2 separate regions of the Mus musculus genome follow, and region 2 is linked to region 1. Evidence: chromatin contacts called from public promoter capture Hi-C data. All regions are on one chromosome and are shown on one strand. Each heading gives the region's core, a stretch centred on a gene start, on an enhancer-like site or on the middle of the called end of the contact. The rest is flanking DNA. Distances are from core to core; before and after follow the strand shown.

Evidence for each region. Promoter capture Hi-C pulls out the DNA fragments that hold promoters and counts their contacts.
Region 2: a promoter capture Hi-C map of embryonic stem cells shows a contact between it and region 1, with 3 times the contacts expected there. The contact joins the enhancer-like site here to the promoter of Gja3 in region 1. A contact is called at or near these places in 9 of 39 promoter capture datasets (the HPC-7 cell line, embryonic stem cells, hippocampal neurons and 4 more), 1 of 15 datasets of contacts at CTCF or cohesin (pro-B cells) and 13 of 484 Hi-C or Micro-C datasets (the G1E-ER4 cell line, the HL-1 cell line, Th1 cells and 5 more).

The regions. Positions count from the first base shown.
Region 1 is chr14:57,055,026-57,062,053 of GRCm38.p6, forward strand. Gja3 (gap junction protein, alpha 3) reads right to left here and starts at 2,698. Exons shown (of 2, transcript NM_001271623.1): 1 at 2,502-2,698.
Region 2 is chr14:56,824,708-56,832,189 of GRCm38.p6, forward strand. No RefSeq gene overlaps it. Among named protein-coding and RNA genes, the nearest start is that of 2410022M11Rik, 16 kb to the left of the region's middle. Within about 2 kb of position 6,079, at least 16 of the 459 cell types and tissues checked have an H3K27ac peak or open chromatin away from gene starts, as enhancers often do. A contact at or near this core is called in embryonic stem cells, where this site is marked.

The DNA.
Region 1 (7,028 bases), core at 1,448-3,947:
TCAATGGTTATAGGATGCTATTGTTCACTTTATAATAAACAGAAACGGCATATCAAAATATCTGGGTTTTTTTTTTTTCAGCTTAACTTGTCAGGGAACTCTCGTAGTCTAGGGTGGCCTCAGGCTCACAGCAATCCTGCCACAGCTTTCCCAGCACTGGGATTACAAGGCACTATGCCCAGCTAAAATACTCACTTTTAAATTAACAAGAAATAAATTTTCACGAACAGATTAGCATAGAATTTAGTATGGAGATAGTGGGGTGAGTTGCCTGAAGAAAAAAATGAGCAATTTTCATACTTAGTACCATTAGTTTGCAAATGACTAAATAAACTGAAAATTCTTCAAACGAAAGAACAAGTTACATGAGCCAGAAATGGTGGCACAGGCCATCAATCCAGCACTCAGAGGCTAAGGCAGGTGGGTCTCTGTTAGTTTGAAGTCAGTTTTGTCTACATGGAGAGTTCTACGTAAGCCAGGGCTACTGTCTCAAAGACCCTGTCTCAAAAAACAAAACAAAAAGAATAAAATACACAAGTGTAAAAAACGACTTCACACTTCTGAAGTTGTGACAGGTTTTAAAAAGCCAGCTCTGGGCTGCTAATCTAATTACTATTGAGGGAGAATTTAGCACCCTGTAAGAATAAAAATGTAGGTGATATTTTATTATTTTCTTGCCTTTCTGCACTATATATAGTGAAACCATAAGCAGACTGGTCCCATGTGCTGTTATGGCCCCATGAACCATAGCAGGTGCGTTTCTCTCTCCAGGAAACATTAAATATATCCTGTGTGCAGCTGTATGTGCTGTGAACACTCAACAAGACTGTGGTCCTTGCCTCTGGAGACTTGTTTGCAGGCCGTGGAAGAGGCAGGCATGGGGAAAATGGATAGATGCAATATAGACCCTGGTTGCCTAGTCCTGGAGCCCCACAGAAGGATGGGTGGACAGACACAAGTGAGTCCAGCCACCAGCTGAGTTTGTCTGGGTTTCTTCACATCCAGATCCTAGGACCAGGCTTTCTGCACAAGTGAAAGGCTTCCTGGGGGCCCTTCAATCCTCTGAATGTCCTCACACACACTGGCAAGTTACCAATGTGTATGTTTATTAATGTTCATGGGACTGTGACATGGTGGAGTTCTTAAGGCTGTGTGTCCTAGGTACTGTTAGACATGCTTTCAAGCAATGCAGGATGTAGTCCCAGTTTCTACATACGTCAGGCTGGCTGCAAGGAAGTTCCAAACCCATCATATGTCATTCAGCTATGAAAAATGAACAGAAAACCCTAAAATTTTAGTGCTGTTCAGAAAAAAAAATTGGTTAAAATTCTTTCCTTATCGACAAAGAGTCAACTTTTGTTTCCTGCCATTTTAAAGTCCGACCACTTCCAGCCACGTGCTGGTCAGCAAACTGCACTGTCTGTCCCCGTGGGACCGTTTTGTAAACTGCTTCACACTACAGGGCAAAGCATTGCCCTGTTTGATGCTTATCTCAACAGAGGCCAAACTGCTGAGCCAGGAGACTTTGTGCCAAGTTAGCTCTTTACTTTGAACACAACTGATATTTAGAAAAGCCCCTCCCTTACTCCAGTTTAATCTTTCCATGTTTGTCTTGCAATATATTTCACGGCACGACAGAAGGGCAGTGTGTGAAGTGATGCACAGATTACAGATCGTCATAGTTTTGAATTCCAAGAGAGAGCCTGTGCACAATTCACTTCCTGGCTGTTTTACACAGCCGCTGTTAAGTGGCACGTTTTGGAGGCGTCGTGATAAAAGGAAAACTGGAGAGCTGAAGCCCTTTTCACATTATTCAGGTACCAAGACGGCTGATCAAGAGAGTGAATTCTAGTTACCTGTGTAAAGAGTGGACAGAAAGCAAACAGCTGCCCGCCACTGGAATTTAATGTCACTACAAGTCTCTTAATGAAAAGATTATTGTAGAAGGCAGCTAAGGGCGCTCTTCCAAACATGTACAGTCTTTACTCGTGTGCACCGCCACACACGTACAGATCAAGAAGCTGGGTCGTGGTACTAACAACTAAAGTATTTAAGAAGAAAATAAACTTCTAAAAGTTTTTTTTTCTGAGAAAAGTGGGCCCTCCTTGTTTCTTTCCAATCAAACACTACAAATGTACCCCGCCACTTGCAGGCCACTTGCAGGTTAAAATGACCTTAGGATCCCTGCTGTTTGGGGATAGGGACTGGTTGCTTTCCCCAACCCAAGGGCAAACCATCTCGACCCAGCTTTGACCGTCCATTAAAGAGAGCAGGCGCTCCGCCCAGGTCTTTAGGAGTCTAGAAGAACAGTAATCTTTCCCAAAGTTTCCCAAGGCTCAGCTCCCCAGCCCTACTGCACCCCACAACAATCCAAAGAATCACGAAAGCCTCCCAAGATCGGGGAGCAACAGGGCCTTGCCCAGGGGTGACAGCGCCGCGTCCCGCCACCCCTGGTGCTGTCGGGTCCCCAATATGGCCCTGGAACTCCCAGTTTGCCTTACCCCGCTCGGCCGCGGCGGCACCGGCGCTCCTCGCCCAGTCGGGCTCGGCCTGCTCTGTAAAGGAGGCTCCCTCTTTACTCGTGCGGTGCCCCTTCTTCCCACGAGCGCCCCGCGCTAGGGCCGGGCCTCTCCGCCCCGGCCGCCATCCCCACCACCGCGGTACGCACCGCACTTGGCGCCCCACGCCGCTGCCCTGTCGCCCCGCCACGCCCTCGCCACCTCCCACTCTGCCAGCCACGCCTCCCCGCATCCCACAGGCCACGCCCCTGCGCCCCTCACCGGGTCCCGTCTGGGGAAGCTGGCACCTGCCCCCTCCTCGCGCGCCCACATCCTCGGGCGCCACCTGCACCCCAGTGCGCACCACGCGCGCTCCTCGTCCGGGCTCTCTCAGCTCCGCCGATCCGCCGCAGGTGTCGGATGGGGTTCCCGGCCGCAGACACCCGAGGGCCGGGTCCTATAGGGCAGGAGTGGACAGCCGGGGCGGGAGCAAGGCACAACCGACTGCCAGAGCGGCCTGGGCGCTGCGCGCGTGGGCGTCGGGAGGGCGCCTCGGTCGCGCCCGGGTGTCGCCGCCTGGGGATGCAGACTTGTTCCTCGGGCGAGTCCCAGCCGGAATCCTGTCTCACCCTGTCGGATAGAGACGCCCCCGCGGGCAACAAGCTATAAATAGCGGCCGCCAGCCTGCTTCCAGGCGGACACAAATTAGCCGACAGCTCCACGGATTCTAATTTTTTTAAATTAACTTGTTCCAAGGCGCTTGAAACTTGGCATGGCCTGAAGTGTTGGGGAAGATGTCCCTGCGGGCAAGTTGTTCCAGACGGTCTTGGGGATGGGATGGCAGAGTGTGGTCCGGTTAGCTTGTCCGCATCGGGGTGAGGCTTTTAATGTGTCTAACCCTCGGAGTTTCTCTGAGAGTCATAAGACACCGACACCGAGAGGGACAGAATCTTGGCCTTGTCCATTTCCTCTGGCTTCCTAGGGTCTAACAGGACTTGAACAGCAGCTAATCATTAGTAAATAATAATTCACTGAATGTTGGTGGCAGTTTTAGAAGGGATCCCCAAAGTCCCTTTATGAGTGATGGATTTATTTTAGGAATAAGGGAAAATGTGCATTTCTGGTTGTTTTACAGTCCCCCTAAAGACCTATTGCTTCATTAAAAAGTTTGGCTCTATTTGGGTTTGCAATCCGCTGACTTTGAAGAATTCAGTCGTTCTGTTCGAGTCTGAATTTAAGCGTATTCCAACGAGAAAGAAAACAAAGCTTATGAAGAGACGTGAAGCCGGTCTCCTGCAGGACTTGGTAACACATGGATACAGTTTTGTTTTATTTCGTTTTGTCTCTTAGACAGGGTCTCCGGGAGCGGGACCTGGTCTCAACCGGAACCTCCTGCAGACATCCCAGGGCCGTGATGGCAGCCTGCACTGCACACCTGCCTAGGTTCTTTTGAAATCCAGAAATGTTATTCTAGAAGGTTTTATTTTTCTGTTGTTTTTATTCTCTCCAAGAAATACAAGAATACTTCTCCCCACAGAAGCATCAGAAGTATTAAAAGACTTGCACCGTCTTGGACAAACTCTAGTATTGTATTGGTAAAGCCAGAAGTATAATAATGATTTGCAACTTTTTATTGGAAATAGATTTAAAATGTGTAACTGCAAATACCCTTTGCACACCCACTTCATAACACAGTTCAAGAGTGGAAAGGTGGAAGTAATCTAGATGCTCCCAGAAAGATGGATGGGCGCACAGATGAGGTTTTAAGTGCTGTAAAATATTGTTTGGCCTTAGAAAAGAACATGAATGTACAATTGATATGAAGATAGATCATATGGCAATGAAAAAGCCAGCTACAACAGGAACAGATGCTGTCTGAGTTAACATATAAGACGTGCGTGCTGTCAAACTAAAGCCAGGTAAATATAGTTTCAGCATTTGAGACTCAGGCGGTTTGGTGGGAATTTGAGACTGTCTTGAGGCAGATGGGGGAAACTCTGTTTAAAAATCAAAACAAGCATAGAGACTGAGGTATGGAAGCACACACCTGTTATTCCAGCACGTGGGAAGTGGAGGTGGAAAGATTGGGAGTTCAAGGTTAGCCCGGACTGCCTGAGATCCTTTCTCAAAAAAAAAAAAAAAAAAAAAAAAGGTATTAAGTTCCTGGGACTCATGGAGTGGAGAACGCAGAGTTAGTGGTGGGTGTGGGATTTCAGTTCTGGAAACAGAATGGGAGGCATTTGCAGTGTGGATGTGCTTAAAGCCACAGGAACTGCGTGCTTAAAATGAGGAAGACGATTTTATATATATATATATATATATATATATATATATATATATATATATATATATGAACATTTTACATGATATTATGCAAAGACAAAAAAGACTTGCACTTGTCATAATACATATTTTCTAGGTGACAACCAATACAATCACTACATGGTTTAATAGTTGGCTGTAAAAGTTTGCTTCTTGTTGGATTTTTAACAAAGACTGCATTTAGGGTAATTTGAGAGTAGATATATACATATGCACACATAAGACAAACTGACTAGACAGGGATTCTCAGCTGGATCATATCTCTATGTTCTAGCAGCATTTTGAGGCTGATGATACACAGTGAGCCTGGCTCTGTGGCAGGTGCCCAGAACCTGGGTGATAAGGGAGCTTTACCCCAGTAGCCACTAGAGTAAAAATGTGTTTGTGTGTGGCGTCCCCTGGTGGTAGCAGCCAGAATTGCTTCTCTGAATGACTCTGCTTTGTGTGTGGGATGAAAATTGAACCCACATCTGTTGACTGTGTCTGTCCTACCTCAGTGTGACAGCTCAGAGTAACACAGCAAGCTTGTGTTTGATCTTGTTAGGACAGAATTTAATGAATCTTTAAGCACCAAAGTTTACAACATATAAAATTCCCCTGCTTGAGTTTTTTAAAAGTAGTGTAGACAGCACTGTTCATTAACAATTAGACTAATTGACAGGGCAATGTCTCGTTACTTGGGGATATAAATGTCTTTAATAGCACGTTTGTAACAAGCTCAATTATTTATCGAACATCTGGTCATCTAAGACTTTGGGGTTGGGGTTGGGGGAGGCCCCACTTCCTGTACTCAAAGCATCCGTGGTGCTGAGCTGTGCTGATCTCTCTCCACAGAAGGATTAACAGTGTTTGTTAAAAAGTGAATTCAAGCCGGGCATGGCGGCACACGCCTTTATTCCCAGCACTCGGGAGGCAGAGGCAGGCGGATTTCTGAGTTCGAGGACAGCCTGGTCTACAGAGTGAGTTCCAGGACATCCAGGGCTACACAGAGAAACCCTGTCTCGAAAAACCAAAAAAAAAAAAAAAAAAAAGTGAATTCATAGGCACGTGTAAGTCTTAATGAGACAACAGTAGTCAAAGAAGGCCTGTTGGCACAAGTCTGTATTCTCAGGATTTAGGAAGCTGAGGCAGCAGAATGACTGTGAGTTTGAAACCAACCCAGGCTATACAGAGATTTTTCCTGCGGTAAAATAAATAAATAAATAAATAAATAAAATAACGGCCTGCTCCTCATCCGACTGACCTCCAGCACATGCAGGATCTGTGTAGAGGACATAGCAACCGTGGCAGGAGCAAGTTACATCACATGCTCTAAGGCCCGGGGGAGCTCTGAAGGGGTTAGGTAATCTGTCGGATTGCCTTGGGTTCAGTCTCTAGCACTGTGAAAACAAAACAGAGAAATCACTATGATTGTGTTGATTCTGCTGTGCTGGGAGTCCAGGCATCAGCCACCAGGCCTGGCTCAAATGTGGGGTTAGTCACGGGTCTGTGGGAAGTGGCTGGGGTTTGCTAAGGGCACCAGGGCAGAGCCTGTGGCTGATACTGAAGACTTTTTGTTTGTTTTGCTTTGCATGGATTTTGACACAGGACCTCACTATGTAGATCAGGCTGGCTCTAAACTTGAGGTGACCATCCTGTCTCTTCTCCGGCGGCTCCTTAGTGCTCTTATCTCCTATTGTACGATGCTGTGTGTCACCTCAGAGTGCCAGCAGCACCCTTACCAGATGGGCCGCTATACCTTTGATCAAAACACTGACAGAAATCGACATCTGTTCTTGTGATTTGCCCTGCTTGTGGTCCTGCATGGTAGGAACTAGGAAGTGGTGTTCCTGGAAGAGTAGGAAAATCTGTGGAGTGATTTCTGACTTGGTATTGCCCAGAACCAAGCTTGGCCCCAGGAAGGGTTTATCTAGCCCTCAGTTGCACCTTTTTATTTCATAAGAAGCTGGTGGGGTTTTTTTTTTATTGTCTTCATAACAGAGTTGTTTTAGAAATTGATCATTTGGCCCTTTCTCTTCTCTCCTTCCAGGTTGTTGCAGGAAATATTAAAAAAATGAACCCACCAACTCTCTGTGGGGCCGAACCACACTCCCGCGCTCCTGCCAGCACCGGCAACTCTCTCCAGCTAGCCCCTGCAGCATCTGGCTCGCTTGTCCCGGGAGCCACTAGTTCCCTCTCTGCTATAATCCCCTGTAATTGGTGATCCCA
Region 2 (7,482 bases), core at 4,829-7,328, 230 kb before region 1:
CTGAGTTCAATTCCCAGCAACCACATGGTGGCTCTTAGTCATTTATAATGAGTCCTGGTGCCCTCTTCTGGCCTGTAGGCATATGTGCAGGCAGAATACTTTATACATAATAAATAAATCTTAAAAAATAATAAAATAAAACCCAGCAGACTCTAAAGTTTCACCTCTTAAAAAGTTCTCAAAATCAAAACCAACAAGACTGAAAGTGAAAATATGGAAAATGACATTCAAGAAAATGGAATCTAAAATCAAGTTTGAATATCTATATTCACATCTGAAAGTAGTTTTAATTATTATACTTAATTAGTTATTCTCTGTCTCTTCTCCCACCGTGTGCTGTGACTCATGTGCAGAGGCCAGAGGCCACTTGCAGGAGTTGATCTCTTCTACCTTATGGTGCCTGGGGATCATGCTCAGGTTGTTAGACTCAGTGGCAAATGTCAAATGTCACTGAGCAATCTGCTGTCCCTGAAAGTGTATTCAAGCTGAGATCAGTCAAGTGACAAACCCACCGCATACTGATGAAGAAAATAATTCATCAAGAAATATGATTTCAATATATATACCAAATAGTGGTGTATTCAATTTCACAAAACAAAACCAATCCACATAAAGAGTCAGACAATGGGCACAGAAATGGCTCAGCAGTGGTTAAGAGTGGTTGCTTGTTGCTCTGTCAGTTCCCAGCATCCATCTCAGGCAGATATTAACTTCCTGTAACCTCCAATCCAGGGATTCTTGTTTCCTTCTGGACACTGAAGGCACTACTCTTACATGCACACACTCCCCACATCACCAGGAACCATCAAGGAGAAGCTCAAAACTGGCAGGTGATCTTACTGAGATGGTTGTACCATGGACTACAAAGTTAATGACAGATTAGCTTCTTTAGGCAAGGCCAAGGAGGTTTCATCTGAGGAAAGATGCCTGCTATTAATAAGCTTTTACTGATATTATTAAATATATGTAACAATCACTAGGTGTTAACCCACCCGTCTGAGCAGATTTCTGCAGAACAATGAAGATGTACTGTCTTATATATAGTGATGCTATATAGACAAATCAATGCTTTCTTAATTATTAATGAGGATTCTATAAAAATTCCTAAAATTATATTAGTAGTTATTAAGCTCTTAAGCAATTAAGTCTGTTGTCAAAACTGCAAGGAGAACTCTGCCAGTTTTCAAGTGCCATGAGTTAATTGCTTCTGAGATAGCAAGTCGTTCTCAATTTAGAGCACACACCAAGAGGTTGTAAAACAATTAACAAATAGATCATAAAAAGGGCACTAAGAATTTACCATAGGTGCAAGGACAGAAGACGAAATACTGACTGGGTTTATCTATATGAAACCTCACTAGTGACTTAGTCACAAAATTATGGTCTTTTAACTTTCAATGAACCTGTTGAGGCAGTGACAGCTAATGAACATTTAGCCAAATAATTGCTCTTAATGGATGTGCATATAAACATTCTTTGTTGTAAACTTCTTATTCAATTTATGATTCAAATTTATGTTTGAACTTCTAGTGAACTTTTTAAAAAAAAAGGGGGAGGCTTGGATAAACCATATGATCTATTCTCCTAGAAAATGTGCAAAGGACTAGGAAAGATTACATTAGACAGGTATAGCATTGGGAGTAAAAACATTGAAAGTAAAGGCATTGAAGTAAAGGCAATGGGAGTAAAGGCATTGGGAATGAGAGTATAATTATTCTTACATCAGAGCAGAAGGAAAGAGCAAGATTAGAAGGAGAATGCAGAGTATGATTTAGAAATTATAAGGTAACTTTAAAAATTAAGATAGCAGCTGGTCAGTGGTGGTGCATGCCTTTAATCCCAGCACTTGGGAGGTAGAAGCAGGTAGATTTCTGAGTTTGGGGCCAGCCTGGTCTACAGAGTGAGTTCCAGGACAGCCAGGGCTATACAAAGAAACCCTGTCTCAAAAAAAATTAAGATAGCAATATGCATAATGAAGAGGGACAAAGGAAAAGAGCAGAAGGAGCAGGCAGGTCTCTCCTTACCATGGGACAGAACAGGTCGTTTCTTAATAGTAAGACAGGCTTAGTCTTAAAGAGGACAAAGCTTTCTTCTAATAGACTTGGGTTTAATTCATCTAGCAATAAGAGGGTAGAAGCTTTTTCTTTCTCTATGCAATAAATATTGTAGCTCATATTTCATCCAGGATGAGTGAGTTCTTTCTGCATTGGTGCTTGGTCTTTTGCTCCATATACATATGGTAGTATGGGTGTGTGTGTGTATGAAATTATGAGATGAGTATGTAGGTGGACCCAACTGGTTTGAATGGAGATGTATGAATGTGCAAGTATGAATCTGTATATGAATTTATGTGAGTTTAATCCATATTTGCTTGTGTAAAAGTTTTTCCTTCTGTGTGTTTGACTCTCTTCTGCTGGTTCAATAGATGTTTATTGATCCAAACCTTCCCCCCAGCTTGATGCATCTGGACAAGAGGGAAAAGGCTCTAGCAGTTAATCCCTTACATAATCCCATGCTGTTTTATGATGAGGTGCTAAACACCAGAGACTTCAGTTTCTGGACTCAGAGGAACTCAGTCAGACAGGCAGGTCAGCTTCCGCAGCAAAGTGGCTCAGACTTAAGTCAGGTAAACATTTTATTATTAAACAGCAACCCCAGATATCTTGCAAAACCAAGTCTTGACCCTTCAAATACTCTTTCCTCTTGGCTTACCTCAAGAGGAAAGAAGAGGGCTGGAGAGATGGCTTAGGGGTTAAGAGTGCTGACTGCTCTTCCTGAAGTCATGAGTTCAAATCCCAGCAATTACATGGTGGCTCACAACCCTCTGTAATGAGATCCGATGCCCTCTTCTGGTGTGTCTGAAGACAGTTACAGTATACATATATATAATAAATAAATCTTTAAAAAAATAATGGGTGACTTCAACATCTTATCCTATTCATAGATAAATCATACATACAAAAGCATTAACAAAGAGTGGGGAGCAAGAAGTCTTGGTGTGTGAAGGCCCTGAGACACCTAACACCTGAGTTCAGTTCCCATGTTGAACATGGAGGAAAGAACTACTTCATATCTGTAATTTTGTTACAGTTAACTTGATATTTGACCACCAAAGGGGTCACAACCCACAGGTTGAGAACCACTGTTTTAAAAGCCTTACATAAACCATCATATACATGTTTAGTTAGTTTTTAAGCCCTTGACAAGCACTTTTACAGGAATATTTTCTTAAAACAATGCATCAAGTGAGGCAAAGTGGTGCATCCTTCTGATCCCAGCCTGCTCTGGAGATAGAATTCTGTGGGTTCAAGTGCAAGAGACCTCCAGGTTTTAGCACACCATGTTGGAGGAGGAATTGTTCTGATGACTCTAGCTTGAATCAAGTTGACACAAAAAATCAGCCAGAACATCAGACTTGTTTGCAGGCAGTTTCTGCTACAGCCATGCTAGTAAATGAAGCTGACACATTGACTTTTGGGCCAAGAAATGTTCTCAACAACTCCACATTCTGTAGAGACTTCCTGATGAAAGGTGGATTTTGAAGGTCTGAGTAACATATTATTGAGCAAGTCTCCTGGAATAACCCTATATCTGATTGTATAAAACTTCAGCTATCAACTCAGCTAGTTTGGGGCTAGATGATAACCCAGCAGGCCCCTCCATAACTGCCTAGAAGTGACTGAAATAGTCCAATTAGTCAGATCTGATCTGATGGATGTCCTGGTATGAAAAACAGAAGACATACTGTACAGTGATAGAAGCAGTTTTGCTCAAGATGGAATCAGGTATGCCAGGGCCACAGTTATTGCCTTGGACAGAACAATGTGCACTTTCCCACCTGCACATTACCTGTGTATAAGTTCCTGGAAATAATGACTCTGAGACTTATACATATGCATAAATTTTGAGGCTAGTAGCTTTGACTCTGTTCCATGATTAGGTTATATCTCAATTACTTGCTTTGTTTGTTTGTTTGTTTGTTTTTTATTCTGTGTTCTGTCATGTGGTATGGTACTTAGTCCTCAGTTTCATGAGACAGTCATTTTCTCTGTCTCAAGGCAAATTTTTTCCAATGCCTGTCTCTATCCCAGAAATCTAATCTCTCTCTACTGGATGTCCTGTCTTCAAATCCTGCCTCAGCTCATTGGCCAAAGACTTTTTTATTGACAGGTGAAACTTCCATACATTGTACAAAATATTACCTCTACAAATGTGAGCCCAGTCTCTCAGCTGAGGGACTTCAACGCCAAAGGGATCAGTTCCTGGTCTTAACCCAGGTACTTTGCTGGGGGATGGGAAAAGCCATCACTATTTATACAGACTGTATGTATTTGCCACAACCCATGTCTATCAGACCCTTTATAGGGAGAAGGAACTCCTTACTTCAGGTGGAAAGGAAAATTAAAAACAAACAATTTCTGGCCTTACTAGAGGCCATATGACTGCCAAAAGAGGTAGCCATTGTCCTCTAAAAAGGGCATTAAAAAGAAAAATCTCCAGAGGCCCAAGGGAACAAGGCATAGACCTGGCCATCCAGAATGAGGCCCTGGAACCAGAGGAGCCTCTTCAGATCTTGGTTACCTAAAGGTTGCTCTAGTGCCAACCTGCACATAGGAAGAAACCATAGGCAAACAGAAAAGATGCCAAATAACAGACAAATGGGCAGTGGTTCTTGCTGGGTGGGAGACTTGTACTCTCTGCCTCTACAGGGAGATAGATGGTAATCAAACTCTACCAGGCAGGCCAACCATCTGGGGACATTCAAAACTGCCAAGCTACTCAGGCCCAGATATTATATCCCTGTAGATAATCTTGTCAAAAACATTGTGCTGGACATATCACTTCTATAAAAGTAAACCCCAAAGGAGAAAGAAAAGACCCAGACAAAATCCATGCCTGAGGAACCACACCAGAGACTATTGGGAAGTGGACTTTACAAAAATCAATCCCACAGTTCTTGGCTCTATTTGTTAGTTTCATAAACGCCTTCTCTGAATAGGTAGAAGCCTATGATACCTGAAGAGAGATAGCCTCGTGGTCACCAAGAAACTCCTTCAAGTGTTGATTCCTAGACCCCTCTCTGCCTGGTGTCTGACAATGGCTCCATATTAATGCCAACATCTCCCCAAATCTAACAAAGATCCTAAATGTTAATTGGAAAATATGTTGTACCTATATACTGCAGAGTTTGAGACAGGTGGGAAATGTGGCATTGTGCAGGCAGACATGGTGGTGGAGGAGGAACTGAGAGTTCTACATCTTGATCTGAAGGCAGCCAAGAAGATGCTGATTCTTTTGCATTGGGAGGAGCTTGAACACTAGGAGTCCTTATAGCCTGCCTACACAGTAACATACTTCTTTCAGCAAGGACATACCTCCTAATAGTAGCACTTCTGATGGGCCAAGCACATTCAAACCACCACATTCCACACTCTGGCTCCCCTTTAATACTTGAACCACACAGTCTGTATTTTTTTTCTTACTAAGCTTGCTATGCTTGATTAAAATGCTCTTCATGAGAGTCAACCAGAGGACAAAGTCTATGTTGAGCTTTTGTGAGACTTCCTTTGTCAATGTAATTAATCTGATTTTCTTAACTTTAACCTCAGGTAGACTCCTCAGACAAGGGCAAAAAGTACTATTCTTCATCAAACATTATAAGAACAATTTCTTGTGTTCAAATCACCCTCAGCACCAATGTCTTTCTATATTCCTATTAAGAGGGTTGATAAAGTCCCACTTAAAGCATTCCATGGCTTTCCAAATCCAAAGTCCCCAAATCCACATTCCTCCAAACAAAAACTTGGTCATGCCTATCACAGCTGGTCATGCCTATCACAGAGGCTGGTTCCTGGTACCAGCTTCTGCCTTAGTTTGGATTTTATTACTGTGTAGAGACATCAAGATCAAGGCAACTCTTATAAAGGACAACAAACAGTTGAGACTGGCTTTCAATTTCAAAGTTTCAGTCCATTATCATCATAATAGGAAGCAGGGCTGCAGGAAGCAATGCTGAATGCAAGCAGACTTGGTGCTGGAGGAGGAACTGAGATTCTGCATCTTGGTTGGAAGGCAACCAGAAAGAGACTTGAACTCTTCTGTACTGGGCAGAGCTTAAGCACTAGGAGCCCTTAAGCCTACCTACACAGTGACACACTTCCTCTAGTAAGGCCACAACTCCTAATAGTAGAAATTCCCAAGGGCCAAATATATTCAGATCACCACACCCTCACTCTTCTCTAAGCTCAAAGATATTTATAAGGCAGAAATGACTAACCACACCTCCCACACCTTCCTTAAACCCTTACAGGCCTCAAAACAGGTCTAGAGGCCTATTTATCAGACAATTTGAGAGTCTGTGGCCTTACCCTTTTATGAACTTGCCCACAAGTCCTGGCCTGGTGGCTTTGTATGGATAAAGAAGATTCAGACTCAGAGGCGACATAAAAAGATCCATACCAAAAAAAAAAAAAAAAAAAAAAAAAAAAAAAAAAAAAAGGTCCATACCTGTGGTCCTCACCACCCTCACAGTGGTGAAGGTCACCAGTGTCATCTCATGAATCCACCAGACCCAGCGGAAGGAAACTACAGAAGACAACAACAGATGTGTCATGACCAGGTCCTCTAACTCCCTAAAGATAAGACTGATAGGGGTCCTATGATTATGATGGTTTTATTTTGTCGTCTTTGTCTCCCTGTAGAAAAGGCCCCAAACCCTTATAAACTATGACCCTGTCGGTCCAAGTTTAGCCTGCCTAAGGGCATGATCACTCAGAGGCAAAACTCAGGGAGTTTGATTGCCAGGGTGGGTTGACAGGCTGTAGGGAAGCACTGAGGTACCACTCCAGGGGTGAGAAAACACAGTCTGAGATGTAGGAAGGCTGGAGCTGGTTCTGGGGTCCCTGGGCCTGCGATGAAGCTGGAGCCATGGGGTTCTCAGACTCTTGGACATGGAGGCACTGCTGGGAATCTCAGAAGAGCCAATAATGAAGGTGGGGACCTGAGGGCTGGGGACAGTGTCTAGCCTGGAGCTGGGAAAGAGAAGCTCTGGCTTGTCCTATCAGTGATTGTCATTAGCTTGGCAGACAGGCTGGAAATTCAGAGAGGCCTCCTACAGGAGAATTAAGCTGTGGCTCTGTAGGCAAATGCCTTCTCTATGGCTCCCCATGATGGATCTCAATAAAAGAGACAGTCCATGGTTCTAAACAGTTTATTGGATGTTCATAGTGGAAAATGGGTGCATACTGTAGCATAACCACTTCTCAGGGTGGACCTGGGTTTAAATACCTTTGGAGGGGAGAAATGTCTGGGAAGGGAAGCTTACTGGCTAAGCCCTCTGGGCCTTTAGGTACCTCAATAGCTTGAAGAATTCTTTTTATTTATTTATTTATTTTTTAAAAATTTTTGGTTTTTCAAGACAGGGTTCCTCTGTATAGCCCTGGCTGTCCTGGAACTCACTTTGTAGACCAGGCTGGCCTCGAA